Regions from separate parts of the Zea mays genome. Here region 2 is linked to region 1. Evidence: chromatin contacts called from public Hi-C data. All regions are on one chromosome and are shown on one strand. The core of a region is the stretch at or near the end of the contact, and the rest is flanking DNA. Distances in the headings are between cores, read along the strand shown. Region 1 holds the start of LOC100272690. Region 2 holds the start of LOC100383271.

Region 1 (4,541 bases), core at 1,241-3,740:
TTGCTAGATTGGAAACTTATCCGAGTTTGACCTTCATGTACTCCTCTATGGAGGGTCTTTCTGGAAGATATTTTAGAGTCTACCTGACAAAGGCTAGGATCAAGGTCGGCTTAACCGAGGTCTAAATCAGTTCCATCGGTCCGCTATGTTTAAAGTTGTGTGTCGACAACGGACATGCTAACTCTTACTGTTATTATCTAAATCTTTTTTAGTGTCTGAGTCTGAGTTCAGAGTTGAAGGCCGGGCGTCGTTCTCTCTCGACGACTAGCTAGCCCCTTCCTTTGTACTATTGACTGCAGGATATTTGAGCCCTAATTGGCACTTGGGCCTAATATAAGGTGTTCTCCAAGGGAGCCCAGACTCCTTAGGGTCGCTGGGCCTTGATACCGTCACTATCTGAATTCACTTACGTGATGATGGTTAATTAATCTTGACATACTGTGTTGCACATTCCATCCTTAACTGTAGGTTATATATTTGTGTTTGTAGGATGCCATATTTTATTGGCATAGTTTTATAAATAACATAAAACAGACAATATATTTAGGTAATATTGTAGACATAGTTTCATCCATATAAAACTCATTTCACCTCTTTTTCGTCAATTGTTTATCACAATATTCAAATTACTCACAAGGCATATCGTTTAATAAAAATAAAAATATCGTATTTAACTAGTCAGCTTGAACTTTAATTTCCCCCTTTATATAGCATCCGTTCCCGTCGTAATTTTTTCAGTTTTGAAAAGTTGCAAAGACTGAGGTAGAAAAGGGAAAGAAGAAATGATATGGTTACATGTTGCTAATCCTAGGGTAGAAAAAAAGAGAAGAAATATTGCCATTATATGATAAGTTTTATCTTTAAATAGATCTCGTAATCATTAGAAAGTATATATTTTTTAGTGTTAGATCACCTAGCTAGCAAAAGAGAAATGGCCGTATATTATATTAGGACTCCAATCTTTTAAGATGTTTATTCAGAACATGTACAATGTAATAACTAGGCTTATGTCGCAGCTTCCCCTCACGCACGGCAGAGAGCGAGCGGCACCCATGTCATCAAGAGCAGAAACAACATTCACCCGCGATCACCCGCCTGTTCCTGTCGACGGAATCAGGACGACGACGTACAATGATTCGCGCGGTGGGGGCAGACGGCGCAGTTTCCAGTGACCGGGGTCAAGCTATTCTCCGCATGCTCCAAGGCCAAGAGGGTCACTGTTATTCTTGCAGGCTCTCTGTATGCCCGGTTTTTAGCTGTTCTCCGCCTGAAACACGGAACAACAGTGCTCTGCAATAATGGAAACCAGAATTTTGAAGCTCAACGCACATGTACAACTGTACCAAGGCGCAACTAAAATGTCTAAAAAAGACTGGCGATACCGTATATGCAGTACATTCTCCACGACCTCTGTTTTTGATTCGAGAGCATAAACCATCCGAACGCATCCTGCAGGCAGTAAAGCAAACCTGAATGTAGACAATGCACTTCATTTAGCACAAAGCTTTCAAACAAAAAAAATAAAACAAAGAACAAAAACTAGAATGCTTCTGATAATCTGAGCCACACAACACTAATGAGCACAAGAGGCACACAAGTCCAGTTCTCTTCAGCAAATTCATATCCTCAAAAAAATTTGCAAAAGCGGCGCAAAAGTAAAGTACGGAGGAGTAGTTAGGCCGGCGCGGCAGCGCGGCACGGCCCAGACGACGCGGACACGTGTGATCGACGACGTAACCGGGTACACTACTTCACTCTCACTCCCACAGCGGGCTGGCATCATAGAGCTGCCCGGCGGCGCCCGCCTCCCCTTCGTATCCGTAGCAGGGCTCGAACGGGAAGCCGCCGCCGTCCTGCTGCTCGTCCCACGCCATGGCCATGACCAGGCCGTCCATGTACCAGCCCCCCGCGGACTCGCTGGTGGCGAACGGGTCCATGGCGGCCTCCTCCGCCCACTCCAGCTCCAGCAGGGTGTCGTCGTCGTGGCCGAAGACGACGCGGTACGGCGCCGGCGGGGACCTCGGCCGTGATGGGCCCCCGTCGTAGTCGTCGAAGTCGGACAGTATGCCGTCGAGGAGGCCGCGGCAGTCCTCGCAGCCCTGGTGCGCGTGCATATTGTCGTAGTTCTCTTGGTTGTCGTCGATCCAACAGTCGCCGTCGCCGTCGCCGTCGGGCGCTAGACCAAGCTGTTGGTGGTGGTGGTGGTGGTGGTGGTGGTGGGCAGCGTTCTCGGCGGCGAGGGACGCGTCCAGGAGCTCCATGAGGAGGTCGCCGTGGACCTCCGGGACCTCCATTACGTCGACGTCGACGTCGTCTTGTTTCTGCTGCTGCTGACTGCTGTCCATGTGTGTGTAGTTTATCAAAACTGTAGCCAAGCTGTAGTAGGTACTTTTTTTTCCCAACAGGTACGCGCGGGAGTGAGAGAAAGAGAGAGAGAGAGAGAGGAAAAGGAGGAGGAGGAGATCACTGACCATGCATGGCAGGGCATGTGATTGAGGCAGCGGGGAGCTCGTGTCTTATAGCCTCCGAGGGTGGGACTTGCCAGCTAAGGACGGAGCTGCGTCGGCCATGACCATGAGGGGTTGAGGGCCAGGTGACCGGGCGGTCTCGTACCAACGCGGCATGTGGGCCGGACACCACTCGACAGCGCTCATGGTCATGGTTCCCGATCGCGCCCGCCATCTGTCCATAGGTCCGTCTGATGAGAGATTATTGCTTTTGCTGGGAGCAAGCATGGATTAAGGATCAGGAGAGCACGGAACTGTTGAGACGTTCAAACCAAGCTTCTGTTAATTTGTCGATGATGGAGCTGGTTGAATGAGCTTTGCGTCTCTGTGGTCTGTCTGTACGAGATTCATCTCTGGACCAGTGCACCGTCCAAGTACGCGCCTAGCAGGTCCAAGGGTCGGCGTGCCTGCCTGCCAATTGTCATGGCCCATGGTGTTGGTGCGTGGGTACGGGTTCAGCCGCTCAGGACGCCGTCAGTTCAGTCCTTATCCATTTGCGCAATGGCACTACTGCTCCGATCCATTTCGTGTTGAATCGTCGTGATAATTGATCCAGCAGTGCCGGTGACGGCTGCTACTGCTTCGTATAATAGTGTTTGACTGGGGTTAGTTAAACAGGAGGGATGGGAATGATGTCGGGAGATGGTGAAAACGGCAGCCAGAACCCAGCACGGTAGATCTGAGAACAGTGACTGTCCAATGTTTCCGCTGGCATCAATAGTTCAACACTACTGTTACCATGCTGGTGCTCCTAGCTAGAGCCCTATCTGGGAAATGAAGGAGCTGTTGAGATGCAACTTCAGTTCATGGGTAGTATGTCACAAATCGCGTTTATGTAATAGGGTGGCCCATGGTTTAGCGGCGTTAAGGGACTAAATAAGTTGAGTCCGGGTACTGTTGTCGTCCCTGTTATTCCATGTTGTGTTTATATGAACTGTTGGCCAACGATTTGGCCCCAGTTATTGAGCGATGGAGATTGATCTCTTCCATGTTAAAAAGAAACAATTCACCAGTTTTACCAAACAACAGGAAGAAAAACTGCAACTCGAGCACACCAAACATCGTAGGGCCGATTTGATAGAGTTCTATCTGATTCTGATTTCTATGTAGAAGCTGATTCTGAGAGAAGCGACTTTCAAAATCACGATGGAGAAAAATTTTTTTCCATAGAATTAGAAGAAGTTACTTTTTTCAGCGTCCTTCCTCTTTGTTTATTTCAGAGAATCACTTCACAGAATTAGTAGAGAATTATTTCTCTCTACAAAACTGTACGGTAGATAACCAGGTTTGGAACGTCTGCCAAATAGAGCCATAATAGTTGCCGACAACCGCAGCAGTGCAGGCTTGCAGCGCCGACGGCCATGCACGCAGGTGTAGGAGGTTACGTAGCTGCTGGCTGGTCCGGGTCCGACTGTCAGCGTTGCTGCGGGTGCCTCACGCTAGGGTGATGCAATCGTGGTTGAAACGATCAGACGTGGACGTTCTTTTAGTTTTACCACCATGCGTGCCCGATCAAGATACGACATGGTATTAAACCATGACCGAGACGATAAATTATGCCGACTATGTCCATGTTGTGCAGTTATTGTGGTCCATGCAGTTACTGTGCTTGACGTTGATCTCAGTGCGCCGGTGACCCCAGCTTAACGACGTAGGATCTCATTCCTGAGAGGAAAAAACGTAGGATTCTCATTCCTATCCTATGTAACAGCCCATCTTCATCAAACTCCCTATCTCACCTCATATTAAAAACCCCAAACCCCACTCTGTAGTCTACGCAGGACAAAACATAGGAAACTTCTGTGTTTTTCATAACTCTGTTTTGCATATGTATTCCTACATTTATTTTCTATTCAATGTGTTTTTCAATCCCAATCATGCGTTATAAGGAGAGCCTACAGAGTACAGATCCATAGGGATGAGGGGCCAAACGCCTCGCAGAACAGGGGGGCTCGTGGTAGACCCGGATGGTGCAGGGTCACGGGCTCACGGCCCCAGCCCCCGGCTGCTGAAATTGCAAACAGGGCTGCAATG
Region 2 (4,541 bases), core at 1,475-3,974, 280 kb before region 1:
TGTTCCATTGTTGCAGGATTGACACTGGTATGTTCTTGCATCTTGTCAGATGAATCAGCAACATCGATATTTGAAGTTGGTTGACTGGCATTCTTCACATTCTCATGATTCGTCAGATGAGAAGGTCTTGAAGTGCGAGTATCAAGTGTATGCATTTTATCCTTACTATTATTCTCTTCAAGGATAGCATTGCCCTTGGCTAAAAGGCCTCTTTGTGTATCCTTTTTAACCTCTGAGGAGACAGGGTCAGATTTGCCATTAAATCTATTAGTACTCTTTTCTTCAATTCCTAGCTTTCCATCAAGACTAAACTTTCCCAACCTGTAAGCAAACAAAAACCAGAAACAGAACAACTAATAGCATGAAGTTTCAATCAATATATCATACAATTTTCAGTCCTCTAGCATCAGTGGTTTAACTTACTCATTGAAATCAAAAGAAAAGGAGAAATTGTCCTTGTCAGTTTCCTTTTTCTTTTCAAAAAGATCTGCATTTGAACTGGTGTGCTTCACTTTTTTCTTGTCAGGGCTAGAAAAATCCAGATCAGACATGCCCATTTGAAAGGACGGTAATTTGTCAAAGGCTCCATTAAGCCCAAAATCATCTCTGGTCAAAGGAATGATTTGTTAGAACCATCATGAACAAGAAGCAGTTGATGGCATCAAAAGTTGATGGATTCAAGCCTTTCAAGGGATTAGCTCACAGGTTGTCAAAGCTGAATTTCTTGCTACTCTTGGGAACTGAGTCAACACTGAAGTCAATCGTGTCTTTTCCTGATTTTGGTAACTTCCAAGATGAAAGGAAGTCATTTCCAAAGTCTTCATCTGCCAACATATAATAAGCATATGTCAGGTCAAATTAGAAAGAAAATTCCATCAATTCATAGCAAAAAAATGTGGATGCTGTTCAAGCATCACTTTCCGAAGGTAGTGTTAGACATGTGTGTGTGTCTTAACTGTAATGGGCTTAGGCCTAACTTATATACTATGATACTATCTATTAATATAGCAGCCCAACCCTAGTTAGGTTTAGGGTTTTCATTCTCCTAACATGGTATCGGAGGTAGTACTAGTAAGGGCCAAATATGATGAACATGGCCCTTGGTAGTTTCCAACGAGAGGTCTCCATTTTAGTAGTATAGTGAATTTTAGTCCATGCAGAGCATATAAATAAGGAATAAGGGCCTGAGATGATCAAGTAGACGAGTACTGACAGCTCACAAGAGAACATACCAAGGGATGAACTTATATTTTTACCATTTGCAGTAGAGACAGCTCTTTTTCGTGATTCGTCCATACTGTCAACAAACTCAGACCACATTCAAGGAAAAAGGGGGTAATACGTTAGAAACCATCAAATTAATATAATTAAATACAATATAATTGTGTATACAAATACAAGATAATTGTGTTACAACAGATATTTTTACATTACCAAATCAACGGATACAGGAAAGTACCACGCACAGCCCCTGTGTTGATACTAAACTAATCCAGAAGTGGGGAGGAAAATCATCTTAGTGATGATGAATAAAACATGTCTTACCAAACAGAACAAAAAACACAAGCAGAATAGCTTATCTACTAGTCGCAAATAGTTTGGATCACCTGCTTCCCTCTCTTAGAGATGTTGCTTGTATTCAATTCATACCATCCAATAACTAAGTCTAAACATTTATGTAAGTGGCACAACAATGAGAGGAACAATGCACCTTAAAAAATTTTAGGTTATTTGACATTCATACCCCCGGTTTTAGGGTTTGTGGTGATTTTGAACCTATTTTTTGAACTTTGTGTTTTTGCCCCTGTTATTTCAAATCGAAGCAAGACTTTGCCCCTATTCTGTTAAGTCATTATAACAGTGTTAATCCTGACGTGAGATAACAATTTTGCCCTTGCAGATTTGCCCTCGCTTTTGTTGGTTCTTTGTGATTTTACTTTTACCCATGTTTGGATTCAAAGGTTTTGACATTATTTTTGCAGATTTGACAAGGATTTTGGCAACAACATTTAACACAAGTGGCTGCATGTATTTTAAATGTTGCAAATTTTGACAAATTTTGCAAAATTTTAACAGCATTTATGCAAAACTATTGACATACACAACACACAAATCATTATCACACAACTTGCATTAATCATGAAATGCATAGACAACAACCATGATATGAGTACCCACACCCTATGCATAAGGATACAGCTTACAGCTCGCTCGCTTCAACTAATGCAGGTCCCTCACGACTCAGGAACCAAGTCCATCTGCATGTGCAGGGTGCCTGAGACTAAGAGTAAAGTGCTACAGTTGCACAGTATCATCCCCATGCAGCTCTAGTTTGCCCTCGATCCTCCCCTTAAGGAGCGATCGTTTATGACGTGAACACGACTACAGTATTGCAAATCACCAATGGCATGGCATCATCCCTTCTCGATTCGCGAATCATGGGATGAGACTAGAGAAAAAAAAACTACACACACGCACACACAAAAATAAAAGGTGGGATCAGACCCGAATACAAATACCAAATAGGCTGAGTTAGGGTTCGGTGCTCGGTTTCGCGCAGCTGGAAGGGGGGAGGGGGTGCGCATACCTGGTGGTGCCCGTCGCCGGCGAAGGACCCGACTAACACTTGGTGAAGGGGCCGACAAGACACCTTGGCACCTGGTGAGTGGTGATTGCCGTTGGCCTAGTGCCGGGGCGGAGAGAGCGCGCGCGGGGAATTGCTACTCATAGCAGTAGAATGAAAGTAGACCTGTTCAAGCAGTAGAATGAAAGTAGAGTCGGATGACGAGCGATTTATTACGGCTCGTACCTGAATACCTGATCCGTGTTTAATATCGGGTTGGGTCAGATCGTTCGTGTCTGTCTGTTTGTGGTTAGATCGAGTTTTTAACTTTGGGTCAAGTTTTTTCGGGTTGGATCGGTTTTGGGTCTAAAATCACGGCTCGTACGTGTACCCACCCATGAATTATTGCAGGTAAAAATATAGGTTTTTTAAGTTGGTGTCCTCAGTTTTTGTGGTGTGTTCACTTATACTCTTAGTCGTGTTTTTTGCTCAGCTGTGCTCTTCTGTTCTATAGCACTACAAGGCACAACTGAGAAAAAACACGATTAAGGATATAAGTGAGCACACCATCAAAACTGAGGGCACCAATTTAAAAACCCAAAAATTTATGACATGTACCCGCCCTTTGCATTGGTCGGATTGAGTTGAGCCAGGTTTTTTCGGGCGGGTTGGTCAGATCGGATGATCATGAGGTCTACAAGAAAGGCTGGCGGCAAATGGAGTCCAATGCTATTTTGAGAAATTTAGAATTATGTCATTATAAGATATAGGATTCACTACTTTGCCACACTTCGTTCGAATGCTATTATTAAACATAAATGCAATTTTGTATCTCTTTTCCATCTGTAGGTTGCTGCAGCGGCGTACGGTGGAGCCATGGGTTCGTCCGGCCTCACCCACCGTCGCGCACCATCTGGTGTTGCTGCACTTGTGTAAGACTGTCTTCAGCGGTTCCTCCTAAATTTGTCCCCCTATATCTCACTCACGTGCCACGTCAGCAATCTCTCTCCCCCTATATCTCCACGCTCTACAGCGGTTCCCCCTATAACAATCCTCTATACCCCACCACACCAATATTATATTTTCCTCATCAACTAACTCAACTACCATCAAATATTAAAATTATTTTTATTTATTCTTTGCACAGTACACGGGCGTATTTTGGTCCACGTGTAATTAGCAAACTTCATAATTACTATTAATACATTAGTATAAATACGGTACAATTTTATGTATTTTTATAAATACAAATTCTCATTCTTCTAGTACACGACACAAGTGGCTTGCACGACACGACTGGCTTCTACCGGAAGCCACGACCGCCTGGCTTCCTTCATACACCGAAGGCACCTATAAATAAGGTACCCTGGGGACATGCTCCACTCATCTACACACTCACCTCTTCTGTATCATCCGTCATTCCATCAGAAGACCGTAGTACGTACTCGTAGTTTAGGTCGTCATGGAGTCATTGAAAAGCCTTGTGTTGTCCTCGTCATCCGACGATTCCGACGATGAGATCGATACCTTGTTGCTTTCCCAACATGTTGAGCACCTTGTACTAGGAGACACGAGCACGCGCCGTAGGCGCTCCTCATTGCCTCGCCGAGTTATCCATAGGGACCACGCTGCTGGAGAAAATCTCATCAAACATCACTACTTCGGACCTAATCCTGTGTATCCATCACATGTTTTTCGTCGAAGGTATATTTCCTAAGTTATGATTTTACTATCATTTGTAGGTTTGTTTTGTTAATTTTTTGCTTTATTTTCGTTTATAGGTTTCGGATGCATCGTCCTTTGTTCCTACGTATCCTTCATGCCGTTCAGCGAGAAGACGAATACTTCACTATTCGATGTGATGCAACTGGTTTAGCACGGCTTGGTCCATTGCAAAAAGTTTGTGCTGCATTGCGTATCCTTGCGTACGGGTTACCAACCGATGCGGTAGATGAGTACATACAGATTGGACAGACTA

Evidence for each region. A called contact is a pair of places that touch in the nucleus more often than the background predicts.
Region 2: a contact with region 1 is called in a Hi-C map of leaf mesophyll, with 5 times the contacts expected there. The contact joins the promoter of LOC100383271 here to the promoter of LOC100272690 in region 1. A contact is called at or near these places in 9 of 25 Hi-C or Micro-C datasets (bundle sheath, ear, endosperm and 3 more).

Annotation. Positions count from the first base shown.
Region 1 is chr3:201,224,649-201,229,189 of Zm-B73-REFERENCE-NAM-5.0, reverse strand. It overlaps LOC100272690, which reads right to left and starts at 2,490. Exons shown (of 2, transcript NM_001353543.1): 1 at 1,383-2,490; 2 at 945-1,290. The coding sequence starts at 2,474. The coding sequence ends at 1,758. LOC100216671 (La-related protein 6A) reads right to left here. Exons shown (of 11, transcript NM_001143080.1): 11 at 4,534-4,541.
Region 2 is chr3:201,504,340-201,508,880 of Zm-B73-REFERENCE-NAM-5.0, reverse strand. It overlaps LOC100383271, which reads right to left and starts at 2,724. Exons shown (of 15, transcript NM_001361982.1): 1 at 2,588-2,724; 2 at 1,233-1,297; 3 at 704-824; 4 at 424-606; 5 at 1-321. The coding sequence starts at 1,296. LOC103651196 reads left to right here and starts at 3,949. Exons shown (of 2, transcript XM_008676815.4): 1 at 3,949-4,267; 2 at 4,345-4,541. The coding sequence starts at 4,026.